Linked DNA regions of Xenopus tropicalis: region 2 is linked to region 1. A link is a contact called in public Hi-C data. All regions are on one chromosome and are shown on one strand. Each heading gives the region's core, a stretch centred on a gene start, on an enhancer-like site or on the middle of the called end of the contact. The rest is flanking DNA. Distances are from core to core; before and after follow the strand shown. Region 1 has its middle 40 kb from the start of mir320. Region 2 has its middle 190 kb from the start of mir320.

Evidence for each region. A called contact is a pair of places that touch in the nucleus more often than the background predicts.
Region 2: a contact with region 1 is called in a Hi-C map of liver, with 4 times the contacts expected there. The contact joins two enhancer-like sites. A contact is called at or near these places in 5 of 5 Hi-C or Micro-C datasets (brain, gastrula embryo, liver and 2 more).

What each region holds. Positions count from the first base shown.
Region 1 is chr7:89,159,650-89,165,274 of UCB_Xtro_10.0, reverse strand. It overlaps a transcript of samd11 not described here. Among named protein-coding and RNA genes, the nearest start is that of mir320, 40 kb to the right of the region's middle. Within about 2 kb of position 2,489, at least 5 of the 11 cell types and tissues checked have an H3K27ac peak or open chromatin away from gene starts, as enhancers often do. A contact at or near this core is called in liver and neurula embryo, where this site is marked.
Region 2 is chr7:89,310,341-89,315,965 of UCB_Xtro_10.0, reverse strand. No RefSeq gene overlaps it. Among named protein-coding and RNA genes, the nearest start is that of mir320, 190 kb to the right of the region's middle. Within about 2 kb of position 3,190, at least 10 of the 11 cell types and tissues checked have an H3K27ac peak or open chromatin away from gene starts, as enhancers often do. A contact at or near this core is called in liver and neurula embryo, where this site is marked.

The DNA of each region.
Region 1 (5,625 bases), core at 1,240-3,739:
ATGCTCATTGTGCATTTTCTGCAGTGATCTTACTAATATGTGTGGACAATAATAGCTAAAAGGTGTGGCAAAGGGCATAAAAATGTTAACAATTTTTTGTGGCCCAAGCTTCACTTTCACTTTATCCCCAGATATTCTTGAGAAAGCCACGCTCATCTGTGTACATAGAGGGGTGTGGTAACCGCACGTACATTTTTCTTTATTAAAGTAGGCAAAAAGAAGTTTCAGCATATTTAATAAAACTCAGTTAAACTTGATGTCAAATAAGGGGGTAACCTCCTCTTTAATCTAAAGCATTAATGCACAGGAAAACGGTATGTACCTGGCGCACTCCCACTGTTGCACCATAGGCATATGCCTCTTCTTTCTACCCCTAGTTCTGAACCTGGCCCTATCTTTGCTGAAATAGCGGTAAGTCTATAGGTAAATGCCCCTGTTTTAGGGGTGAATCTGTGCTACCTTTTTTGTCTTTTATTGCTGCAATGAAGCCATGTAGTGCAGCCTCAACAAATGTTATGTGTATCCAAAGCCCCCAGACAATCCCTCTCAAAATATCCCTGTTTATCCAGTTTATGTTTTTATGACAATATTTTGGAGAACTTGCTTTCTTAGTTAGAAAACTGTAATCTTCTGTTTGCAGTAAAAGTGAAAAAAAATTAAAAATTGGTGTCACATATACAATCTAAACATATAAAACTTTGTGTTATTATTTTGAACTTAGTTGTTACATTAATGACTTTGAAACTGCATGATATAAGGGTGCAGATCACAGGATAACATAGGAATTGGTTGTCAGCATCTGAATACAATCAACCAGTTATCTAAATGATTATTTTCCTAATGGATCGAGTGAGATTAAAGTTGTAGTAAGAACCCAATAATGGGCTACTGATCTGACTATTGACTTGTGCATATGTATGTATACTCCTAGGGGGCGATATGAGTGATTTTTCTGCTTCAGAAAAGTTGCTGGTGGTTTTCGTAAGCTTTTTATCTTGGGCCCAAAAAGCAGTGATGCAGCACAGAAGTAAGGGTTTTCCTAAGATCTTATTAGCTGGGGTCACAACAATAGCAAGTAATTTTATAGGGATGTGGCAATTTGTCTTGTTAATTCTAAGCGATCATATAGCTGCTGAAACTGGAGAGCTAAATAATTCAGAATCCACAAAACACAATAAACAAAGACAAACTGCATATTGTCTTAGAATATAACTGTTTACTTTATACTTAAATGGCACCTATTGGGACAAAATTGGTCCCTTACCAAAGGTGTTCAATAGAGCCTGCATTGCGGTTAGAGGAAACAATACTGTTGTTTTGAAAAAATTGCCCCCCCCACCAGCGCTATGCTGCCCACACGTTGAGGGAGCCCCTGATGTGGGCAGCCATGTTTCCTCATGTACATGTGCTTAATGTTAAAGCCTCCTGGCTCGTTCATTATGCTTCCTCCCGGTGCGGCGTCACTGGTGGGACAGCAGTCTTTTCTAAAAATAGTACTCTATAGCAGGGGTGGCCAAAACGTAGATCGCGGTCCACCAGTCGATCCCCTGTGGATTTCTGGTGGACCGTGTCGAAGCCGGGAAATGCGGAAGTGGGGCACGTTTATTGGGTATGCGTACGTACGCTGCGTTCCATACATATGCAGGGAGGAGTCAAAAGTAGATTGCCAGTGGAAAAAGTCTGGGCACCCCTGCTCCCTAGGCTCTACAAGCCTGCACCTTCAGTGGAGGAAACAATTTGGCTACAATAAGTACCCTTTCAAGTTAATTTAAAGGTGAACTGCGCCTTTAATTTTTTTATGATGTGGAATGCAGCAATTAAACATTAAAGCTCAACCTAGCTGGAACATTTGGCTCATTACAACCCCTGAGCTTGCCTGTCTGGCAGTCTGGAGTTCAAGGGGCCCTGGGCATGGCTAGGGCCCCAATCAGAGGGAAGAAAGTAATGAAGTTTATAGCCAACCTGCAACCTCCAGATGTTGCTGATCTACAACTCTTAAATTGTTGATAACAGCCTTTGGCTCACGTTGGACATCATAGAAGTGAATGTTAAGAATATCTAACAGTTGTTACAAAATGATTTATTTTTGTCACCAAGGGGCCCCTTTAGCTAATGGGTGCCAGGGTAAATGCCCTTTCTGCCTGTCATACAACAGACCCTAGTCGCTGACTATATCCTTATCTGGGTGACCCCATGCCTACAAGTGAAAATTTGGCTCCCCAGCTGCGCCAGAGCACGTCCGATCGCCCCCTCCCCATGCGGTCAGACCTCACAGCTGTCAGATAAACCGTCTCTCTGTGCTACTGGGGGAGGTGATCTTCAGTGGGGTTGTCAGTGTCGCACACAGATATTCAGCTAACAATTCCCCTTTGAAAGCACTCAGGAAATGGGCAGGACTTGTCTCCTTCTGTCTGTTGACTGTGGTTTCAATGTCAGGGGCACGCCGGGCCCACTCCGATGGTGCTCAGCGGGTGAGGGGATGCAGGAGGGAAGCCCAGACTCCTTTCATAAGCACCTTGTTCCCCTGCCAGGGACCTCCCACTCTCTCTCTCTCTAGCACGACCAAGAAACTGTCAGCTTTATGTGCTGGAGTGTGGAAATTGCTTTGCTGCCAAATCCCTGAGATGAATAGGGAGCTTTCTTTTTAATAATTGCTATTAGGAGAACGTGTAAGTCCCAGGCTCCGGCTGGCATGGGGCCAATCTCCAGTCTCCTTCTCATCCCTGTAGTTCATTGCTCTCTCTTATCTGCTGTCTTCTCCCTTGCAAAGGGTTAACCGTTGCAAATAGGCAGCCCACCCCTGTCGTATCCAATTTGTAGTGTCAGGGAGGCTAGAGGGGCTTTAATTAATGTCTGTGCTCTGGTTTGAGGCTGCGTTCATGTGGCCCTTTTGGGTTTTCTGTGATTAGGAGAATTGATTTGAAGAGGAAATTACTTGGCGAGGGCGAAGGTGGGGAGGAAGGGGGGGTTGATAGTTTCAGAGAAGCCAGCAGATAATTGAAGGGGATAAGAGGGAAGTTGGGAGGAAGCAGCTTTTAGAGACAGTAATAAGGATCCATGTGAGAGAGGAATAAGTGAGGGTTTTGTGAAGCGGATGTCAGTGGTGCCCTGTGATGTGCAGCTTGTGGGTCCAAGCTTGGCATACAGTGGGGGCAGATGTGCAGCGAGCGGGGTTTTCTAAAGCCCAGATTTATGCTAGAAAAACTGACCTTTACCATTAAAGAGGTATAGAGCATAATGCTAATATGGCCATAGCGCTATATGGATGGAAAAGGTGGGTGCCCAACCAATAAAGTTACAAGATGGAAATGTTAGGATGAGAATCTCTTCCCCCTGTCCTGTCTTGTGCTTGTGATATAACCCAATATCATAATTTTATTAGGGGATGACAAAGTACTTGACTTTTATGACATGTCTGTGTGTAGTCTCTGATTAGCCAGATGCTCACCTATTTGGCATACGGACACTGATTTAATGCTGATGGATGACATTTTCGTGTATGCTGGCAGGCATACATAGCAGGTTTTGTAGTTTAATGTCTAAATAGGCATCATGCACAAAACCCATTTACCATAATATCTGTATCTAATGATGTACCCAGCCATTGTAAGCTGGCATGCACCTGCTTTTTTAGCCTCACCAGCTGACCATTGCTCTACTAACCAACAGCAACAGAGTTACTCCTATTCCGCCCTGATATATGCCATTATGCCACTGTGTTTTGCTGCAGTTCACAGTGAATCATGACATTTTTTATCAAATCATATGGAAAGTTTGTTTCATTGGAAACTGGTCTGCACTGGGTTGTGAGTGCAATGGATTTATCAGCTTGAACATACCATGCCCTCTAATTGCAACTCCCAACATCCAGCCATGTCCACAGGATGACTTCAAGATTTTACCATGAACAGTCTGTACCATGTGAGAAGACATGGAACAAAAGCAGTTCTGTCAACTATGGAGATGTGGGAGCTCTCAACTTATCATCTGTATGCATTTATGTGGAATTACAATCGTCCAGAATCTACACAATTACTTTTTTTTCTAGCACCCTTACAGATGGAGCACTATTTATAATAAAGGCTTTCTAAACCCCATATCAATTTACTTTGTTCCCATGGCACATCTCTAACATGCACTGGCTGTCACTTCTAACTCACCCTACAAGTCTGAACAGTCGTTATGTTCTCACTTTGTGACACCAGTTCAGCTCTCAGTGCAGCTGTAGACAGGCCACTAATTCTTAGTTTGGTAATGGTCACAATAGGTGTTGTGTGGTACCAGGAAAGCTGCTTCTGCTGTGTTGCCACGGTAACCAGAGATATTGCCTGAAGATAGGAAAGGGCAGGCATCCCATCTCCCCACTGTCTTAAGCTCCGGTAATAGAGTGATATTAGATGAAGGGAGATAATTATAGGTCACTGTGCCCTGTCTGGCAGGCAGTGTTCATAGAGGTTAAAGCGCAAGCTGCCATCATTAGGTGTAAGAATAAAAATAGTATGTATTTAAAAAAATCCATTTGCCACTTTTAGGTACTTAAAGGGTAATCAACTAACTGGGTTCCAGAAAATGATTACACTGCTTATACCTCTACAATAGGAAAACTAACTATAATCAATCTTAGATCATCTTTTAAAACAATCTTTGTTCCAGTTTTCACGCTCCAGAAATTTTAAAATCCTTTCTTTTCCACTTAAAATATATCTTAAATAGCTCATTTTCTCTACTTAAGACATGTCTACAATGTGTTTTTTTAACTACTGTAACCACCAGTTTATTGACAGCATATTTGCCATTTGAATGGATGAACCATACCATACCAAATGGCTCATATTTATTTTATGAACCAAACAGTACAATATTATACCAGATGAACAATACCATATCCTCAAATTGATATATTTGTATAATATGTTCTAATTACTTCAAAGTAATCATACCTTGACTACGGCAAACAGTTATGAACCTCTTGGACATTAATCCACCTGTGGTCTAAAGGGACCTTATACTTTTGTTGAAAAGGCTTCCCACAGCAGTATACCCCATTAGCATGTTTTACTGAACAGTTATAAAATAATTAGTGAAAGTGTGGGTTTCCACAAAGTACTATGTTTTACGTCCACATGCAAGCAGATGAATTGGTATCTAATGAAATTGATCCTACTGTGTAGAAATGTGCTGGGGAATTTAGATTGTAAGCTCCGCTGGGGAAGAGACTGATATAAATGATGAACGTTCTTTGTAAAATGATGTGTAAATATGTTGGCATAAATAGCTGGAAATACATTAAAAAAAGTAAAGCCTATTGACTCTTCAAATGTTAAAACCTGTGCGTGGCAGAGGTTACTGTGAACATTTGTAATCACTTCCCATTTTTGCCATGTCACAACGTCTGTGTGCCCAAGTCATATTAATAATAAAAAACTAGGTTGCGTTTTTTTTTTTTAAATAAGTTCTAAATTGCACCAGTGCAGTTACCATAGCAACCATTAATAGCTTTGCTTTCATTGTCTAACTTGCAAGGGCATGCCTGAATGCTACTGGTAAGTTCACTGCTGCAATTTAGTTAGTAAATAAACTGTACTTTAAGTTCTGAGTAGGGAGGGCCTCATTAAAGGTGGCCAT
Region 2 (5,625 bases), core at 1,941-4,440, 150 kb before region 1:
ATTTTCCCACTGAAAACAATGAAAGAAATGTGATTGGCTTTTGGCAGCCCCGCCCACTTTTTCTAACCTTGAGTACTGACTGTGCAAAGTTTGGGAACCCATGGCATAAAACCAATAAAATTCAATAGGTGAAATCTGATTGGCTATTGGTGGCCCCGCCCACTTTCCCAAAACTAAAACTGCAGTCCCCTAGTGACCAACTGTGAAAAGTTTGGGGACCCTGGTGTTATTACTGTGAGAATGGCAGCAGGTTGAATTTCCCCATTAAAAGTCAATAGGTAAAATCTGATTGGCTGTTGGTGGCTCCACCCACTTACAAAAATACAAAAAACCTTAAATGCGTAGTTGCCCAGTGTCTGACTATGCAACGTTTGGGAACCCTGGCAACAAACCAATAAAAATCAATAGGTAAAATCTGTTTGGTTGTTGGTGGCTCCGCCCACTTTTTAAAACTAAAAATGCAGTCCCCTAGTGACCAACTGTGAAAAGTTTGGGGACCCTGGTGTTAATACTGTGAGAATGGCAGCAGATTGAATTTCCCCATTGAAAGTCAATAGGTAAACTCTGATTGGCTATTGGTGGCTCCGCCCACTTTTTCTTACGTTGAACCACAGTTACCTGGTGCCTAACTCTGCAAAGTTTGGGGACCCCGATGTTATTACTGTGAGAATGGCAGCAAGTTGGATTTCGACCAATAAATAGTTAAAAACTGATTGGCTGTTCACAGCTCCGCCCACTTTCGGGCATCCAACAATCATTATATTTTCATTTAGGCTGACCCCATGACTATGTGATTCAAGTTTGGGGAGTGTAGCCTCAAAGCTGTAAGATTGGCAGCAGTTTCAATTTCCCCATAAAAGTCAATGGGTGAAATTTGATTGGCTGTTGTTGGCCCCTCCCACTTTGGGGTCATCCAACAAATGTTGCTGTTTCATACGTGGTGACCCCATTATTATGTTATTCAAGTTTGGGGGGTGTAGCTTCAAAGCTGTAAGTGTGGCAGCAGTTTGAAAATCTTCCCTGTCAAAGTCAATGGGAAAATTGGGGGGTTCGGAGCGGCGCCACAAAAAGACGGGGGGCGGGATGACTTAGAAATGCACAAGCAACCTGCTCTGCTATAGGGCAAAGAAGTGTGGAGAGTTTGGGTGTTGTACCCCTAAAACTGTAGGAGGAGTAGCGTTTAGAAAATAGGGGGCGCTAAGAATAAGAAGCGGAAGAAGAAGAAGCGAAAGAATAAGCCAAAGTCGAAGAACAGTAGGTTGGGGGTTTCAACCCAACACAATGATAGGAAAACAGGTTAAAGAATATTAGCTGCAATACCACATTTAACCAGATTCAAAAACGTGCTCCGTGCTTTTCAATCGTACGGCTGCATGCATTACAGCAGGGCTCAACCTTTCTTACTCATGAGCCACAGTCAAATGTAAAAAGACTTGGAGAGCAACACAAGCATCATAAACGTTCATGGAGGTGCCAAATAAGGGCTAAGATTGGCTATTAGGCAGCCTCTATGCACACTGTCAGCTTACAGGACGCTTTATTTGGTAGGAAATCTTGTTTTTATTCAACCAAAACTTGCCCCCAAGTCAGGAATTCAAAAATAACTCCTTGGTTTGGGGGCACTGAGAGCAACATCCAAGGGGTTGGTGAGTAACATGTTGCCCCTGAGCCACTGGTTGGGGATCACTGCATTAGGGTTCGATCAGAGATTACTCCCAGGCCTCCATCTCCCCAGTTCCCCCGATTGGTTGCTTTTTAACTGCGCATTCGTGCAAGTGCTAAACCCAAGGAGGGCAGTGGTGCCAACAGATACAAAATCTCCCTCTGTGCAATTGTACTACAGGACTTCACATGGCCAATGCTAATGTAAAGGTACCTTGTACAGACCATCTATTTCTCATATTTCTTTCCACAAATAGGGAATGACCATGAAACAGGCCAAATAGTCAGGAGCAGGGGGCCCACTGACATCTGGGCCCACCGGAAGTTTTCCTGGTATCCTGATGGGCCAGTCCAACACTGGTCCCACAAAGATATATGATGTGGTACTAGCAAACCTTCCCTACCCTGCTGTGTAGGGCCCTGTGTACATGTATGACCTGATGTACCTTCTATACCCTAGCAGTGTAGGGGTCCCATGTACATGTATGACCTGGTGTACCTTCTATACTCTAGCAGTGTAGGGGTCCCATGTACATGTATGACCTGGTGTACCTTCTATACCCTAGCAGTGTAGGGGTCCCATGTACATGTATGACCTGGTGTACCTTCTATACCCTAGCAGTGTAGGGGTCCCATGTACATGTATGACCTGGCGTACCTTCCATACCCTAGCAGTGTAGGGGTCTGGTGTGCGTATATGACCTGCTGAACCTTCTGTAACCCAACAATGTAGGGGTCCCACACAGCGTCGGACTAGGAACCCAGGGGCCCACCAGAAAACCTTAGATCATGGGCCGGCTTTCCAAATTATTTTTACTCCTTTCCACACTCAACCTCTTTATTATCCTAATTTCTTTTATTTACATGCTAGCATCTATTCTTCCATCTATTTCTCATCTTTCTTTCCACAAATAGGGAATGACCATGAAACAGGCCAAATAGTCAGGAGCAGGAGGGCCCACTGACATCTGGGGAGTGTTCCTGGTATCCTGGTGGGCCAGTCCGACACTGGTCTCACAAACATACATGACTAGTCCTAGCAAACCTTCCCTACCCTAGCAGTTCGGGGGTCCCTGAAACATGACCTGTACACCCAGGCAATAGCACAATGAGTCCCTTACACAGAGCACAGGGCCCCTCACACAGGTATGCTTGGGTTCTATTTAATATAGAGGCAAAATACAAAAATGCTGCTTCCTATGCACCTCTATAAAATATATATGCGACACTGGGGGCCCTACACACCACTTTGTCCTGCTCTGCGGTTCCTGTGTGTTTACAATGTACTAGATCTTGCCTATCTCTGTAATAAAGCACCCAGCAATGCAGGTTTGTTTGTGTATATGTACGTATGTATATGAATTAACCATGCAGCGCAGGTGCCCTTTTTGACAAATGTTAAATCGCAGTATAATGCAGGGTCCCACGCAAAGATATATTTGTTCTCTAGCCGGCAGTGAAAGGGTTCTTGGCGGTGCCTGGAAGCGCAGCGGCCGGTAAGGTTGTGACCCTCTCTGGGCTGTTTCCAGGAAGCCTGGCTCCCCCAGCGCCGGTCACATGAAAGGCGAGCGGATCGATGCGCCGGCGGGGGAGGCTCCGAGCTCTGAGCCGTCTGGAGCTGTCGGCCGGGCGGATAGAGGCGGCTCAGGGGCTCCCGGCGGTGTGCGGCGGGGCGGCTTTAGGGGGGTGCGTGATACACGAGCAGCGATTGGGCGACTTGAAACTGCCAGAGACAAGAGAGGAAGCCGTGCTGGGATAGGGCCACAGGGAGTGCGCTAGAGCAACGGGGAAACGCGGGCTGGCAGGGCACTCGGCAATAGTGTACGGTCCGCGGCTTTCTGCTTGTGCCTGCCCTAACCAGACCGAATTGGGCATGAATCTGTTTTTGAGAGAATTTTTGTGAAGTTCGCATAAGCTATAAAAAGCCGCAGAATAATACGCAGTTATTCTGATATTTACATATAATTACTATTAGATCATTTCCAGCCGTGAAAGTGCCCTACTATTCTATATAATGTTTTATTGTAACGAGCACTATCTTAAAGTGATGTAAGGGACTTTTTAGTTATGGAATTGAGTGGGGTAATTAAGAAGGTCTGTTCACAAATGCAATGGGGTAGTAAGGAGAGGGTTAATTGTATTAGTGCAAACAGATCTGTGTTGGTACAGCCCTGGGATATTGTGCCTGCCCCTTGCAATGACCCCTCCATCCTCCGCAGTTGTAAGGACGCCACAGTTTTGCGTGAAAACTATAATTTCCTTCTTTTTTGGGCTTAGGGTTGCCACCTTTAATGAAAAAAAAATACTGGCGTTTTTTTTACTTTTTTCCCTATTAATAACATTGGTATCAAGCATCATTTTTACCTACCAGGGCAGTAAAATACCAGCAAGGTGGCAACCCTATTTGGGCTGTGCCCACAGTTTTTGATAGTTACTATCTACTGGGCAGGTAGTGGGGGTTGTTTGGGCCTCTGTGAACTGAAAATGTCAGGGGCTAATTTGAATCTCATCTCACCTTAAGTATGAGGTTGTTGGAAGAGAAAATGGCATTGGTTTAGCTGTGGTAGGTTAAGAGCATTTTGGGTGCTTGGCTGTTCTGAACACATGGGCCCTGTCTGTGACATGGGGCATGGTGAAAACCTACCTTAAGGTGGCACATTACAATGGGCAGCAATACACAGCCCTTGGCAACGTGAACCATTCATTGGATTATACTTAGGGTTGTCTCCTCACCCCTTTAATACCAGCCACATATTGAATCAACATCCTGCATGGCTAATTAACAATTAATTTAGATGCATTCTACATGGCTTACATAAATGAGTTCAGTCTGCAGCATGCACCTAAATGAATTGCTAATTAGCCATGCAGGATGCTGATGCAATATGTGGCCAGAATTAAAGGAGGCAGCCCTAATCGTGCTGTGGTGTGTGGTCCTATGAAAAACTGCTGGGCAAGGATCACATCATCACATTAATGAAGTCCTTGTGGGTCGGGATTTGCTAATCTGCCTGATAAGTATATGGGCAATGTACAGCTTGCTCTCAATTGGTCAGGTCAATTGGAGGCCACCCTAAAGTTAATTATGACCATGGCCCACCAAATTCTACTTCTATTTTACCCCCTTTCTTTGCTGTTCTTTGCAGAATCTGCCCCATGGTCCCCCGTCCTATCACTGCTACACCCCTTGCATCATCACCCAGACCCTTTTATGTCGCTACCCCAACCAATTGCTTTACAGCCCAACTGGTATGATTCTTATCCAAAGGTAGCACCTGGCAACCTTGTAAATGACCCAATAAACTGCTGATGGCATTTGTAGGGACTAAGTTCACAGCTTATATTGGCTCATGTTTGGCCTGCTTTAGTTACTAACTGGGATTAGCAAAGAAGAGGGGCAGGACATTAGAGCAGGAGTGCCATGGTCAGGCTGGGTACAGACAAGAGGATGAAACACTGTGCATAGAGAAAGATGGAGGCATCAAGCCAAAAGGAGGCTTTGGTTGTGAAGTGTTAAGGAGGCAATATATTAGGCAAATAAGGAGACGTTTAGCCTTTAGGGATATAGTGAAGAAGGAAAAGCAGGGTCAGACTTGGCCAGTGGGAGATCGGGAAAGAACCCAGTGGGCCCTGCTGGCTCAGCCCACTCCCCACCTGCAGCGCCTGTAGGCCCGCTCTCCAGCTCTGGCCCCCGCTGGCCCACTCCTCCCTCTCCCCCCACCTGTGAGCCTGCGCTCCCCCCTCTGCCCGTCTGGAACTGCGGGAGGGGAGGTGCAGTATGCGGGGCAAGGCCTGAGGTGGCCCAGGAGGGCCCCTGGCACCCCAGTCCAATACTGAGGAAAAGTATTAGTTGGGCTGAACTATAGAAATGAAAGGACAATGCAGTATTAACATGTGCAAAAGGAATTGATCAATATACATTCCCCTGTTTTATTAGTAATTTAGCCTCTGTAAGTGCATTTG